Regions from separate parts of the Canis lupus genome. Here region 2 is linked to region 1. Evidence: chromatin contacts called from public Hi-C data. All regions are on one chromosome and are shown on one strand. Each heading gives the region's core, a stretch centred on a gene start, on an enhancer-like site or on the middle of the called end of the contact. The rest is flanking DNA. Distances are from core to core; before and after follow the strand shown. Region 1 holds the start of NEK9 (serine/threonine-protein kinase Nek9). Region 2 holds the start of TTLL5 (tubulin polyglutamylase TTLL5).

Region 1 (7,904 bases), core at 3,040-5,539:
GCTCAATACAAAAATGGGAAGTATGAGATTTTTAGAAAAGATAAGAACAAAGCCCATTCCTATATTATCCTAAATAGCAAAATACCTTGAAAGTCTTCAAAATCAAAAGATTTTCTTTCCTAGGACTCCTTTTAAGGGACACGGCAATATTTTTGTAATAACTCTCTGGTGTGACTGTGACTACTAGAACATTTGGGTTATACCTGTGATGCCATGTTTTGTACATACAGGTGTATCTCATTGACAATTTCCTTTTTTTTTTTTTTTTTACTACTTCACACTGAAACGGTTTCCATAATTTAGGGTATACCCTAGACTGTTTCCAATCATTACTCCCTTTACTAACTCCTTCCTAAGGAAGAACTCTGAATTTGTTTCTCCCTTGCCTTTATCAAATAACAGACTACAAATGATCACCATTCATTTTACTGCCTACCTGCAACTATAACTGCCGCCTTAGCTCGTCTCAGTTTCACAATGCCTTTCCCTTTAAGTTAGTAACTCAATGTTTCAACAAATCTACCACTTGTTCTAGTCCCTCCTAACCACAAAGGAAGTTAGCTGCTTAGGCTTCTGCTATTTCAGAAATCTCTAATATAATCTTATACATTAAGGGTTGATCAGAACCAGCAACAATCACGGTACATAAGCCAAAAACACAAAAAGTTAGAAGTCTAGGATCTTTTTCTTAGAGATCTAAGTGAAGAATATGCTGGGACTTTTTTTAGCTTGTAGCTCAAGAAAGGGCTTTGAGCGTTCTCCTATGTAATAAGGATAAGAGCTAGTACAGTATGTATTAAAGATTTACTACTATCCCAAGAACTATGATAGGGGCTTTACATATTCATCTAATGCAACAACCCTAGAAGACAGATACTGTTTATTAGTAAATTCATACTAAGATGAAGAAGCTGAGGCAGAGAAAGTTTCTTGCAAAGTTACAGAGTTAAGAAGTACTGGAGCTTGTGATATGGGTTTAGAGTCTATATTCTTAGAACTGAGCTAATACTATCTACAAGCAAAATGGTCCAAAGAAATCAGAGACCAGATAAATTAAGGCCATGCTTTACCATGTGCCATTTTCATTCAGCTATGAACTTTAAACCACTTTTCAGTTGGATAACTTTGGCTGAGTTAAAATAAATAAATAACACTCATAAGATTTCATTAATATTACATCAAGCCGTGCCATGCCACATGTTTCTTAGTGCCTAGTTAGATGTCTAACACTAATGCCTAAAGTTAATTCATGTGAAAAAAACCTTGAAAAGTGAATGTGAAATTCAACTGAACAAATAATTTGAAGTTGGAACTATAAGCACAAGAATTTGAATATGCAGGGGAAAATCCCTTTCCTTATTTTGTAACTCACTTAAAAATTCTCTAAGAACTATTCTCTTAAACTATTTGAGTTATTTCCCTTCAACTCTAGAAATCCACTTAAAATTTTTAATCAATGTATATGCCTTTTATTTTTTTCTCCCCCTCAAGGTACAAGAATGTCTTGCCAAAGGAGGGCCCGTTGAATTCGACCTTACCGTTACAATATTCCAGCTCAATCAGCAGGGTGGTATTGTCCATGAAGTGATTGTAGTAGGCAATAATGTTGTCATGCTGCAGCAGCGCCAGAATAACAATCTCATTCAAGGCGTCACGACGTTCCTTCTCTGACAGTCGGATCAAATCAACTTCCTTCCACACAACCAGTGAGTCATCCTACAACACATTAATAGAGGTATTGTGCTTTACTCTTGCCTGGCAGAGAATGAATCCACACCTGGATCTGTAAGTCTAGAAAGAAAACTTCCTAGATGGGCAGAGACTGACTCCTTTTATTTTTTCCTTTAAAAAAAACAGGAACAGAATTTAAAGGTTCTTCATACAATTGCGCAAAGCACTAAGATGCTGTTACATTGCTGCTACACTTAATTTGCATGATGTCAATTTCAGGTAAAAATAGGAAAGGTAGATCTCTAAGATTCTATTGAGGGACATTATGACAACCTGCTAGTCATGATAAGCAGTAGTAGGGCTAGAATATTGGGAGAAATGGAGAGCTGGAGAGCATGGTTATCTATAGCTAGTTACAGTTCCTTGTAAAATGGTAATATTAAACTTATCTCTAATTTTATAAATTTAGATTTCTCTAGTGATTTCTGTTTATGGTTTCTGGATAGGAATAAGTGATGCCTAAGGGCTTAGAGTTCACTTCCCTCACCTGCCCTATGTTGCAACTCCTATAGCTCCTATAACTTTTGTGTCATGTGTTTCCCTCTATCCATGACAACTTATCTGCAGCTCCCAATATCCACTCCCTTTTACAACACCCAAATTCTTTACTGATACTGCTTCCCAGCCCTGGAGCATCCCCACCTAAATCATTCTCCTTATCCTTTAGAATGATTCTGCCAGAACTTTTAAACTTGGGGGTAAGGGGTTATCCTGATAAACCTTCTACTGTGCCTTTATTCAGTGCAACCATTCCTTCATTTTCACAACTTACACTGGTATGATATTTGTGCATCCTTTCTCATTTATATACACATTCAACTTAAATGCTTTAAAAAAAAAAAACTAATGGCCAACTTGTCTTTCCACTGAAATAAAACCTTCTGGAGAGAAAGGGCTGCTTCTAATTAAACCTTTGTAAATTCACAAACATCATAAACATTTGGCAATATGAACAATGGTCTGCCATTTTTGAGAAGTATAATCAAATTTTACATAAACCAACCTCAATAATCAAGTTCAACATGATGGAAAGGCATGGGAGAGGAGACCTGAAACACTGTTCTAGCCCAAGATTTACTTCTAAGTGTCAAGTCATTTAAATATACTGTCTTAGTTTAATTATAAAACAGAAACAGCAATGCTCATCTTCTCCTTCTCATGAGTACAAATAAGAAAAACAGAATACCAACAGTAACCCTAAAACTGTACATTAATGTTGCACTAAGATAAAAAAGAACAGGAAAATTTTCTCTTGCAACCACCCACTTCCCCTCCTCCAACTTTCGGCCTTAAAAACTATGCTAGCTTGGAACACACCCCAGAACTGCAAATGGATCATTTATGGGTGAATCTTCATCACCCACAGTCTTCAAGTTTAAGACTTTAGTGATAAAGTCCAATTGATGGTTAGTTTTTGGAAGTAGTGTCAGCACTACAAGGCTTCAGATCAGTATACGTTCTGGACTTGGGGGGTCAGTGATCTATGAATCTCTTCAAAGGATGTGTATATATGCAAAGCGGGGCGGGGAGGGACGGATTATTTTTACATTAGGTTTTCAAAGGAGTCCTTGCCTCCCCCTAACCCAAGTTAAGAAACAGTGGCTTAGAATATGCCAGAAAGGTATTTCCCATTCACAAACACAGATGAAGAAAGTGACGAACCCAAGGATCTTCTAAAAAATCTCCAACTAGGTGTTCATACCTGAATTTAAAGATAGCGGCAAAGACGGTGGAATTGCCACTAACGTGGGAATTTTGAAGCTATTCCCCTCCTCTCCACCCCGACCTCGGAGAGCTGTACACACGAGGGAAGGAAGTTTTGACAACACTTCACATTCGTATGCCACTTTAGTTTGCAAAGTACCTTCGATTCTCAAAATCAAACTTAAAAAAATAAAAGATTATTTTTAGGGGGGTTATCATTAACCCCAATTTACAGATGGGAAAACTAAGGCTCAGAGAAGGTTCAACGCTTTGCTCAGTTCCCCAGGTTCGACAGAAACCATCAGTCAGTAAAACCGGGGATCTAAACTCCCGGCGCAGGGGAGCTGGAAGAGTGGAGAAGACCCGGAGACAAACACCCTGCGGCCACGCAAACCTAAGTGACCTAAGTGAGGACGAGGGAGGCGCCAGCCTCGGGGCTGGAAAGCGGGGCGGCGAAGGAGGGGCTGGGGCGGCCGGAGCCGGGGGCCGCTACCTCTGTGCGGCGGTACAGCGTGGCCTCCCCGAAGGCGCCGCGGCCCAGGACGCGGATGGGGATGTAGTGCAGCTCCTCCTGCTCCGCCGCGCCGCCGCCGCCTCGCGGCCCGGGACCGGCGCTGGGCCCGGGGCCCGAGTCCCCGCCACCCCCGGACTCGCTCCCAAAGTCCGAGTTGATGGAGTCGCAGTGTCGCTCGTACTCGCCCAGCACCGACATGGTGGCGGCTGCGGGACCGGCCTGCGTGTCCCCAGCGGCGCCGGCCGGCGCTGGCCGCGCTACTGCTCTCCCCCTTCAGACGCCGGCCCGCGGCTCCGTCCGCCCCGCTACCCCGCGAGGCTCCATGGTGGCTCCTGCCCCCTGACCCGGAAGCAGTTCCGGGTGCTTCCGGCCCGGCGGGCTTTCCTCCGCCCCCGCCGGCCCACTTGCTGAGTCCCCGGCCCGGCTCCCCCCCCCCCCCCCCGCCTCCCTCCCTCCCTCCCTGCCGGCGGGCCGCGCTGGCTGGCCGTCGGGGCGGGCGGGCGGCCTGGAACCCAAGGGCTCTGGCGGCGGCCGGGGAGTCGCCGACCGGTCTGTGGACCCGCCCCCGATCCCTGGCCAGGATCCAACGGCTCCGAGGTCCGGAGGTCGCCCCGTCGCATCTCGGCGCCAGGCCTATCTCGAGCGCGGTGATTCCACGTTGGACAGTGCTCGTTGTTTAGGGAGATACTGAAGATAACTGTAGTAAGCGGAAATACTTGCCTCCTGTCATCTCAGCCCGTAGGCCCAGTCGTTGCTCCCAGAACCACCCTAGGTCCTTCCCTCTTCTATACAACTCCCCAAAATATTTTAAGTCAACTCTCTTTTCCCCGATTTAACATTCTCCTTCCGTGTATCTGTCCAAATCTTTGACCGTCTGACCTCTTGCAACATTCTTGGAGCACGGGGTGCCAGTATATTTGAAGGTGGGAAATCTACAAGAAGATGCTCTAAACCCTCAAGTCGCTAAGAGAATTGTAATACAGTGAAAAAACATGTTCCATCAGTTATTGACCTCGGGCAACTTTACATCTCCAAGCTTTTTTAAAATCTGTAAAGCTGTAGGAACATGACCTGTATCACAGAGTTAACAGCTAAGTTTTATTGAGTGTTTTGTTCCTAACACTGTTAAAGGTTGTCTTTCCTTGAGTCATCCCACTTAATCCTCATATTTTTCCCCAATCTACCGAGGGAACTGAGATAGAGAGATTAAGTAACTTGCTCAGTGTTACACAGCTAATAAGGGAAGTCAAACCCAGTAATCTGGATCCACATCTTTCAGAGAGCATGTCTTGAGAGTAAGAGAAAGTCATGTGGCTGGAGGCCAGGGTGTATGTAGGGCAGAAGCAAGAGAAGACAGGGCTTCAATTGTTGAGTTTGGCTTTCCTGTGGACAATAGAAAATAAATTGAAATTTTTAAGGAGGGGAGTATATGATTAGTGACTATCCTAATTTGCTGGGGAAGTCCCAATTCACGCCTTTTCCCCAGGCATAATAGAGCTTTATTTTGCTCAAGTGCCCAGCTCAGACAATAAACAACAGTCACTTTACATAAGACCAAAGATATATTTTCTTAAGAACTCTGTTAACAATGTGGAGGACAAAGGCTAGAAGCAGGGAGACCAGTTAAGAGACAATAAAATTCTAAGAAAAGAAGAGGCACTGAAGTATTTATCTATCAGTGTGAGTGGAAAGGAAGTCCATATTTGAGAAATCCATCTGAGAAACATTTATTTTTTAAGAGATTTTAATTACCTGAGTGAAAGATAGGGAGAGAAAGCATGAGAGTGGGGGGGGGGGGGGCGCGGAGAGAAGGAAGCTCCTGCTCAACAGGGAGCCTGAATTGGGGCTCAATCTCAGGACTCTGGGATTATGACCCAAGCCAAAGGCAGATGCTTAACCAACTGAGCCACCCAGGCATCTCCATCTGAGGAACATTTAGAACTTTATGATCAGTAGGGATGTGGTTGATGAGGTAAATAAATGAGTCCAGGAGATTCACTTCCTGATTTTTAATGAGGTGGATAGTGATTGCAAGGAGAGGATAAAGAGAATTGGTAGAATGGGGTAGGGGAGTTGTGAAAGATGAATTCACACTCCTTTGACCTCTCTACAGCTCATCAATGACCCTTTTATTTTATTTTATTTTTTTAATTTTTTTTTATTTATTTATGATAGTCACAGAGAGAGAAAGAGAGGCAGAGACACAGGCAGAGAGAAGCAGGCTCCATGCACCGGGAGCCCGACGTGGGAATCGATCCTGGGTCTCCAGGATCGCGCCCTAGGCCAAAGGCAGGCGCCAAACCGCTGCACCACCCAGGGATCCCTCAATGACCCTTTTAAAGTATGATATCCTACACTCTGCAAAACACTCCACCTTGGCTCTGGATTGGAATACAAAGGGACTGCTGTCTCCCTTGACCTGGATCTAGTACTTCTATTAGTAGGGGTGCTTAGGTGGCTCAGTTGGTTGAGCATCTGCCTTCTGCTCAGATTATGGTCCCAGGATCCTGGGATCAGTCCTCACATCAGGCTCCCTGCTCAGCTGGGGAGTCTGTTTCTCCCTCTCCCTCTGCCTGCTTGTGCTGTCAAATAAATAAAATCTTAAAAAAAAAAAAAAAAAAAAAGCCAGCCAGCCTGTGAATGTGCAAAGCACTTCAGGTTGACTCTTGGAAAGGAGCTTTATGAAAAATGTTCAAATGTAAGTAAAAGGAAGGAGAAAATGGCTGTGTTGGGTTTTATATAGATGTGATGGGCAAAAAAGCAGTCCTGAGAGGTTCTGAACTGGGAGGGGTATTTTGAGAATGGAGGGTATGGGAGAGGACACTCTAGGAATCATTCCAATAGCAGTTTCCAAGAGAAGCTACAGAGAATATTTGGCTTACAGAACCCTATTTTACCTTTCTGAAGATGTTATTGATTATTATTATGCTTATATACACATCATATAGCTTACATATTTATATATAAAATATAATAAAACTGTATTAGCTCACATAAACTTTATTCATCTCAGCAAATTATATATAACTTTTCTCTAATTTATATGGATAATTTGCCATACTTTAAAACTGAAGCATATGGAAGAATTATTGCTACTTCAAAGAGATACTCAAGAGTAACAGAAAAATACACCTAAAATGGTTTCTGCTAGCATTTATTTGAGAAAATTTACACAAAAATCCCCAATCCAACACTTACAAGTGAATCTGTAGAAATCCCACATGCCTCTATCCATTAAACAAACAGAAAAATGGCTTATGACAGGAGTTTATGACAACAGTATAACAGCACTTAAACTGTATCATTTCTATCTGTGTTATATATAGACTGTGTTGAAAAGGCTCAAAATGTTGGAAAGCAGGTAACATCCCCATTTTTAAAGCTTATTTGCTCTTGCACTAGCCTTCTATCAAAGGCAAATAATTTTTACTTTTTCAATAAAATCAAGGTGTTATCAATGAACTTTAAACTGAAAGCACAAATGTCTGAGTTGGTATTTCTGGCATGAGAGTAAAAGGGAAGGACATGGAAAAAATACCAGTTTCACAGAGTCACATCTGTGAACAAAAACATCAGTAAAATAAAATATTCTCCTCTCCTATCTTATTTGCCATTGTCAAACAGAAGGATATAATCAAGTGAAGAACTTTCATTGCTTCTGAAAAAGGGGAAAGGCACCAGTCAGAAATATGAAAGCTTCTTACTAGGCTAATGGTACAGAATAGAATTTGACCTTTAGGCCTCTAAGACTGCATCTGACCCACAAATTCGGTTATTCTCTTCCCTACTTGGATGTATCCTCTGTCACCTAGTAAATGTAATATCACAGGTGGACTTTCTCAACATCCATTGTCCTCCTTAATGGTGAGGATTTGGCTGCCAGGTTCTCAAAAGCTGTACCTATCAATTCCTACCAGCAGATGGCAATGTTACACAAATTAATGAAAAAACCATT
Region 2 (7,904 bases), core at 1,432-3,931, 430 kb after region 1:
ATTTGTGTGACACTAAGAGAAACTGGTCTTGATATTTACTCATACTAGTAGCAGTGAATCAACAGTATACTTTGCAGTAGGTGGCACAGTACTTATTTTTGTCTAAGCAACTTCTCCACAATGGTAGCCTAAATCAGAACTGTTTTCTCTTGGCTGGAATCAGTCCTTTAATATCTAAACCCCTAGCCTAGTTTTTTTATGTCATTCTTATAATGCAAGTGGCGCAAGGTAATGATAAATCTACTAACATATCCGTCTAGCTATTGATGACAGACCCTTCTAAGCACAGGAAAGCCTTATACATTTGAGTGGGATCTATGGAGTGATGGCAATATTTACAGTCTCAGGTGTTCTCTACTCTGGTTCTCAGGTCACTCATGCTCCATAAGCTAGAACAAAATAAAAGTTAAACTTTTGTGACTTGAAAACAAGCATGAAAATTGAATGGAGAAGGAAACAGTAATGTTGGTGTTGGGTTGCAAGAGAGATTATGACAGGGTAGCCCCAGTGGCCCAGCGGTTTGGCGCCACCTTCAGCCTGGGGCGTGATCCTGGAGACCCGGGATCGAGTGCCACGTCAGGCTCCCTGCATGGAGCCTGCTTCTCCCTCTGCCTGTGTCTCTGCCTCTCTCTTTCTATGTCTCTCATTAATAAATGAATAAAATCTTAAAAAAAAAGAGAGAGAGAGATTATGACAGCTAACAGTTATCATGCACTTGTATATGCCATGTATATATTATCTCATTTAATCCCTAAACAAGGTGGGTAGGCACTATTACTATTTCCATTTGACAGATGAGAGTTGGCACGGAGAAATTAAGTGATTTGCTTGAAGTTACACAGCTTATGCGTGGCAAAGCTGAGATTCAAATTATGCTTTGTTGGATTCTATATTGCAATACTGCCTCACTGTTTGAGAATATTTTGATGAAGTTTCTATTCTCAAAGACTAAGTATACTATATACGCTTGTGCCTTGAAGTTGTATACAAAATCCAATTACGTTCTGTATTTTTTGTTTAAAAAAAAAAGCTTCCACGAATCCTTGAGGAGCAACGATTTCAATCAACTTGATTTAAATAAAACTCGTGGATAAAGAATTTAAGAACAGAACTACTACTTCTCATTTTCATTGTAGTTTTTTTTTTTTTTTTTGGTTGTTTTTTGCTTTCCCCACAGTTCATCTGTTGTAAGGTTAACTTCTTGGGCCTGAAGTGGTGATAAGTCATCAGGCTTCCTTTGTCACTCTGGCACAAGTTTCAGTATGATCAGCTGAAATCGATATTAAAGTCAGCCATGGCATAAGACAGTGTGAAGCACTAAAAAGAAAACAAAATAGAGAAACAAAAAAAGGAGCTCTAGAGGAGGAAGCAGGAATCCCTCAGGGAGGGGTAGATGACAACAATGGATCTTGTTGAAGTCCAGAGAGAACACAGCTTTATTGGAGATCAGAAGTGGTCATGGCATGGGCCAAGACACCCCCCCCCCACACACACACATCCTTATTTTCTCACCATTTCTCAATAGGAGACTCAGGCTTTCTCCTCCCAGGGTCAGAAACGCCTTATGGAGAGCCCCCTTCTCTGAGAGAACTTATGCCCATTTTACGGAAGCACTTAGAAATCCTAACAGATGGCTGATGAGGGCAGAGCCTGAGCACTCTTCCGATCTGCTCTACCAGAATCCTCACCCCCATTTGCCCCAAAGCTTTAGAGCCTCCGAGAGTACCCAACATCTGTTCTCCAATTTTGTCCTGGCCCGGCCCAGGAAAGGTGTGGTGTTAAAACTAGTCAGGAGGGAGGTTCCTACCCTTCCAACAATCATTTTGCAGCTGTGAGACCCTGCGTGAGAAATCTGCAAAATGGAGTTAAAAAACAAAAACAAAGACAAAAAACAAAAACCCATCTCAAGGGTTATTCCGTGAGAAGGTGAAGGTTCCTTGCCCTGGGCTCAGAGTAGCCGCTCATTCATCCATCCGCTCATTGGTTCCTCCAGCCTACCAAGCCCTTCTTCATCTTCACAGTCCCAGCTCCCCCGTCTCAAGGTCTCTCCAACCCTTGGTCTCGCCTCCATTTTTCCAGGCTCCCTGGATCCTTTCCGTCAGATGCCACACAAACACGTCCCCCCCTCTTCTCCTCCACATGGTCCGTACCTGGTGACCGGATCCCCAGCACAGCAGCGGGCAGCACCAGCGGGAGCCCCGGCGGCAGCAGCCAAGCTCCAAAAGCGGTCCAACGAGCGAGGAGCCCACCTGAGCCATTTGTCCTCGCCCCCGCCCACAGCCCGGCTCCAGGATTGGGTCGTTTCCGTCAGTCCTCGCTCTGATTGGCGGCTCCGGTTGTGCTCGAGCAGGAGATGGGGCGTGAACCCTCTTACTGCCAATCAGTGGTCGCCGATGCCCAAGCTTCACCCTGGGTACCGCCACTCGCGCCGCGGGGCCGTCCGGTTGAGCGTGGCCGAAGAACCCCGGCGCTGGAGGCTGGTGGAGGGAGAAAGAGCGGAAAAAAGAAAAAAAAAAAAAAGGAGTCGAGACTTTGGCTGAGAGCAAAGCTCTGCGCCCGCGCGGCGCGGCGGTGACGACATTCCTTCGCGCCCAAAGCCGAGTGACGACATTCCTTCGCGCCCAAAGCCGAGCGTTTTTAAGCGCGGGGTGGCGGGCGCCTGCGCAGTGGCTCCGAGCGGGCGGTTGCTGGTTGGTTGTTGTAGTAACGGGGGAAGCAGCGGTCGGCGGCGGCCGGGAGCCCGGCTGGGGAAGGAGGAGGGAGGTAGGCGCAGAGCGCGGTCCCCGCCGGCCGGCCGGCCCCGAGCCATGGGAAGATGAGCCAGGTAAACGCCTGCGCTGGCGCGCTCCGCTCCGCGAGGGAGGGGAGCTCCCGAGTCTGGGCGGGCGCCGGCCGCTGCACTTCCCTGTCGGGGTCCGGGAGCAGCTGTTGGTTTCCGGGCGCGCCGGGCTGAATCGCCGCGGCGGAGTCCCCCCTGCCCTCCCGCGGGGAGCATCTGAGGACCTGCCGGGGGTGGGACCGCGGGGCTGATCCCTTTAGGGCGGGGACGCTCCTCGGGCGAGTGTCCTTAATCTTCTTCGGATCGCCGTCTTCTCCGCTCGGCTGGCAGCCTGCAACGGGTTTGGCATCCCTTCCTCCCTGGGAGGTTTCGTGTGCTTTAATTTAAAGGACTTCCCTGGGTGGCGCAGCGGTTTGGTGCCTGCCTTTGGCTCAGGGCGCGATCCTGGAGACCCGGGATCGAATCCCACATCGGGCTCCCGGTGCATGGAGCCTGCTTCTCCCTCTGCCTGTGTCTCTGCCTCTCTCTCTCTCTCTCTCTCTGTGTGTGTGACTATCATAAATAAATTAAAAAAAAAAATAAAGGACTTCCCAACACTTTGGGAAAGATCGAGAAATCCCGTTGGGAATCCTCGGAAGGACATCTTCTTTGAAGTTGTTAGATATTGCCCGTTCCGCTGAGGATCTGTAGGGATCGTTACCGGGATTGCCAGGTTTTTTTTTTTTTTTTTTTTTTTTTGGTCTTGTAGACGATCTTTATCATATTTTGAATGTATAGAAAAATGAGATCTGCAAAGATAGACATCACATGGTTATGTCGGAGTAACAGGGTTATGGGCATCGAAACGTTTTCGTTTTCTTTACCTGTAATTTCAATCCCATCCTTAAACACAACGAACATGTATTTTTTACGGATGCAAAAAAAATATTTTAACTTGGAAATATCCTAATTTCAAGGTCTATTTGGGAGTCAAATCATAGTTTGTGATTTTCAGTAGCGGAGAATGATTTTTGAGAGTGTTTGGAAGGACAGTTTTGTTTTGTTTTCAGCTATTTATGACCTTGATTCAGGAGAATATACTAATCTTATAGTTTAGTAGTTAAATTTGTTTTAGTGAAGTATGAGGGCATTTCACCTGTATGCCTGTCCTAGAGTCTAAAGAAATATTTTCAAGCATTGTATATCTTGAGTTTTTATTCTTAAAATAAAAAAAAGCAAGTTTTTCCAGCATGGGGTCTGTCTGTTTTTGGGCAGTCACCCACCTACCTCAGACTTTCCTAAAAAGCTAATTTTTGTTAGTTTTAGTATATATGAGAAAATTGAAAAGCTCAAACTGAATAACAGCTCTTTAAATACATGAAGGACAGACGGTATGTTTGAAAAAAGCCTTGATTTTTGTGGCATATGAGAGGCACTGTGATAGAAGGTAAGCTTCTAGATGTTGCACACCATTTAGGTAAATACTCTTATTTGTTGCATGGAAGATCAATAGCAATAATCACCAAGTAGAAAATGGCATTATGTTTCACATCATTTGGCTTTCTTGCAGGAATCCGTGCCACCTAAATTGTTTGACCCAGTGAATCTTCAAGGAAAGGTCCCTGAGGCCCCCGTCTGCTGACTGCATGACAAACCCTAAAGGAAATGCCAGTCGTGATGGCCCGGGACCTGGAGGAAACAGCATCATCCTCAGAGGATGAGGAGGTGGTAAGCCAAGAGTAAGTAAGAGCAAGACTGCCTTGACCCTTTGCCTTTAGGGTGGAAAATAACTCTCTTTTACTTAAACCTTCTTTTACCTCATTCTTCCTTGGTATAGTCTGACTCTGGTTTTATTTTCTAGCCACAAACTGAACCAAGATATTATGAGTTGATCACCATTGGCTATCTGAAATGAGATAAGGTTCTGTTTCTGGGTTCATGAGTGAATCTTGGCTCTAGATATTGCTATTTGTGAACTCTTGACTGGAGCTCCTAACATAGGAGATTTTTAAATTTGTAGATATTAAAGCAAAGGAGGTCTCCAACATCTATGAGATAAGTTATTTTCTCAAACGCCTTACAATGATAGAAAATAGTATGTACCAGAATAACTGTGGGACAGTACGTTAGAATTCTATGACCTGTGCTGTGCCATTGGACCACATTGCTTTCCTGAGATCTTCTAGTTTTTTGATTGCTGGATTCTCATAATAATAAAAATGAATGATGGTAATAAGTGCAGCTTATCATTTAGCATAGATGACAGTAAGGGCTTTAACTGATGTGTCTCATTTAATCGGAGGATGTTATTATTCCCACTTTAGTAAGCTCAGCTTCACACAGATCAAAGAACTTTTTCAGGGGTTCAGAGAGTGTGAGTGATGGATTGAAATTCAGACCTGGTTTTCCTGGATTTTGAGGCACCTGCTATTTTGCCTCTTTGAACATTATTACTTGACACAGGGAACAAAGAGAGAGTCTGACTTAAAGTTAAGATTAGTTTTTAAGCTTCTCTGTGAATCCCCTTAGGTACACATGTGTGCTATGTAACCTGAAAAGTGGGGATAAAACCTCTCAGGCTGTTTTGTAGGGGTATGGTTAGGATCAAATAGAATGATATGTATGATATGTATGAAGCTTTATAAATGATGAAGTGCCATACAAATGTTAAGACAGTATTGTTACTAGCTTTAATATTGAATTTAAAGTGGATTTCTTATTATAAAGTAGAAGGTTACATTATTTAATGTAACTAGAAAAAATTATTGAAGCATTCATATAGCTTTGGGGAAAGGCTTCCATCACTGTTAGGTCATAGAAAATAATAGAGCTTTGACATTATATTTGGGTCAGTCTTATTCAGGATAATTAAATGGATAATTCCGTCTGATCACTTTATCCTCTTGTGAGTTTTTGCTTTCTGTGTGCTGCCTCTTCCCTATTTTACGAAATTTTTGATTTTTGCGAGCATCAGTCTAATTTCAGGATCATTCTTTTACTTCATGAATATTTTTTATTAGTGCTCTTCGGAGTTGGGCTTGATCTCACCATCCTGAGATCATGACTTTAGTGGAAACCAAGAGTCAGATGCTCAACCAACTATACCACCCGGGCACCCCGACCCTGTGGGGGTAGTCTTTGATTAGCACTTAAAAGTGGGGAATATTGGGAAGAATCATAGTGTCTGGACCACCACTGTGATGGGTGCCATCTGGCAGCTGATTGATTGATTGAGAGGAGAGCTGCCAAATTGTTGTCCAGCCTCATCACACCAGATGAGGAATACTGTGACCATAGGTAGTCTAGTGGCATTTAATAACTACCTAACTTAGAAGTATTGATAAATGTAAATGATATTTTGAGATATGTGCAACAACTGAAATATGGTATAAAAAATCTATAATGCAGACAGACTCAAAAGATACAGATAATGCTTTGTTGCCTATATTCATAATTGAGAAATGGCTAAATTTCTAGTAGAAGTTAGTGAACATACAGGTGTAATTCTAGTCCAGATTCATAGATTTTTTTTGCTCTTCTTCCTTTCAGACTCCTACTGTTGACTTTTGATTGTGAATGTTCCATCAACTCATGTCTTGTCTACCAGACACTTATTATATACATTAGGAATCTTAAGACAGTCTTGTTTACACTTGGAGTAATATGCTTACATTTTTAAAGTTTTGGAAGTTATAAGGCCTTAAATCACCTAAAGATGTATATCTATGGACATCTGCTAGATCTGCTCAGATCCCAAGGCTGTATTAAAGTGTTAATGCCTGGCAATCCTGGACTTTAGGACTAGAAACTATCCAGGCAATCCTTGTTTTGCATGGCATTATTTCAATAGTAAATTTAAAGGGACCCTTTTTCTAGGGGATCTGAAATATAAATTTATATATAGATGTGGAAAGACTTGATATAAGAAATCTTATATCAAGTCGTTCCAGGCCTTAATTTCAGTTCCTATCATAAAAGCCAGCTTTATAGCAGCTCATGAATGTATAATTGGGGGAAAAAAGATCAACAACAAATGATTATACAGTGAGTACTACAGGAGGTCAGAGACAAGGCATCACTGTGGGCTGTTGGAGCCGGGGGAAGGCTCCATGGGGATGGCAAAATGTCCTCTGCCTAAGAGTGGGATCAAGTGCACGGAAGTGAGGAAGGCATTTCCAGCAGGGGCATTGGTATGAATTAGGCCTCGAAGCTTTGAGTTATGTAGGCTAGATCCCAGGAGTGAATAATATATGTGCTGCATGAAATTGCTTCTTCTTCTTTCTTTCTTTCTTTTTTTTTTTTAATATTTTATTTATTCATGAGACACACAGAGAGAGGTAGAAACATAGGCAGAGGGAGAGGCAGGCTCCCTCTAGGGAGCCTGATGCAGGACTCTGTTTCAGGACCCCAGAATCATGACCTGAGCTGAAGGCAGACGTGCAAACGCCGAGGCACTCAATTAAGAAATTGCTTCTTAAGAACCACAATGTTGTTAGGCTTTCAATGAAGTGAACCTTGAACTGTTCTACTTCGGTAATTAAGCATCCAAGTCCTATGTTTTTTCATGCCTATAAGAGCATGTTTTCTTAGCATATACCAGTTTCTGGTATGAATGAAAATTTAAAGTTCCAGTTTTCAGTTTCCTCACTATTTTGAATCTTTTGCCTTTAGCACCACCTGGTGGGCGCATGCTTTTAATGACAATACAGCACATACCTTAAGCGTATTTTAGTTGGCCTCACTGAATTCATAATGTGTCTACCACCTCTTTTATCTTTCATAGGTTGTAAGTAGAAGGATTTCTCTGACAGGGATTTGGCTTTGCACAAATAGCATAGCTAGGGCCTTGGCTCTTCTCAGCCGTGTATCTGTTTATTGTGTTCCTCACCCTCGTCAGGCATTTTAACTTGTAGCAGTAATCCATTGTTTGTAAGTAGGAAGGCACCATGGTCCAGTTTATAGCTAGTGCTAGATTGACAAGGAACTTTGGCTAATTTCCAGAGTTTCTGTCCAAGACTTTGCAGTTTAGGCTGCCTATTTTTTCCTCTGTCCTCTAACTTAGAAATATAGTGGAAAAATTACAGTTGGAAGAGATCCTAGGAATCATCTGGCCTCATGCCTGCATTTTACAGGTGTTTAAGATTAA

The links. Hi-C and Micro-C count contacts between places; a contact is called where the count stands out from the background.
Region 2: a contact with region 1 is called in a Hi-C map of blood, with 4 times the contacts expected there. The contact joins the promoter of TTLL5 here to the promoter of NEK9 in region 1. A contact is called at or near these places in 4 of 9 Hi-C or Micro-C datasets (amygdala, blood and skin fibroblasts).

Annotation. Positions count from the first base shown.
Region 1 is chr8:48,532,621-48,540,524 of UU_Cfam_GSD_1.0, forward strand. NEK9 (serine/threonine-protein kinase Nek9) reads right to left here and starts at 4,290. Exons shown (of 22, transcript XM_038545297.1): 1 at 3,929-4,290; 2 at 1,539-1,716. The coding sequence starts at 4,147. It overlaps TMED10 (transmembrane emp24 domain-containing protein 10), which reads right to left. Exons shown (of 5, transcript XM_038545301.1): 5 at 7,088-7,904.
Region 2 is chr8:48,963,791-48,971,694 of UU_Cfam_GSD_1.0, forward strand. It overlaps TTLL5 (tubulin polyglutamylase TTLL5), which reads left to right and starts at 2,682. Exons shown (of 34, transcript XR_005363557.1): 1 at 2,682-2,824; 2 at 4,329-4,497. ERG28 (ergosterol biosynthetic protein 28 homolog) reads right to left here and starts at 2,306. Exons shown (of 5, transcript XM_038545339.1): 1 at 2,151-2,306.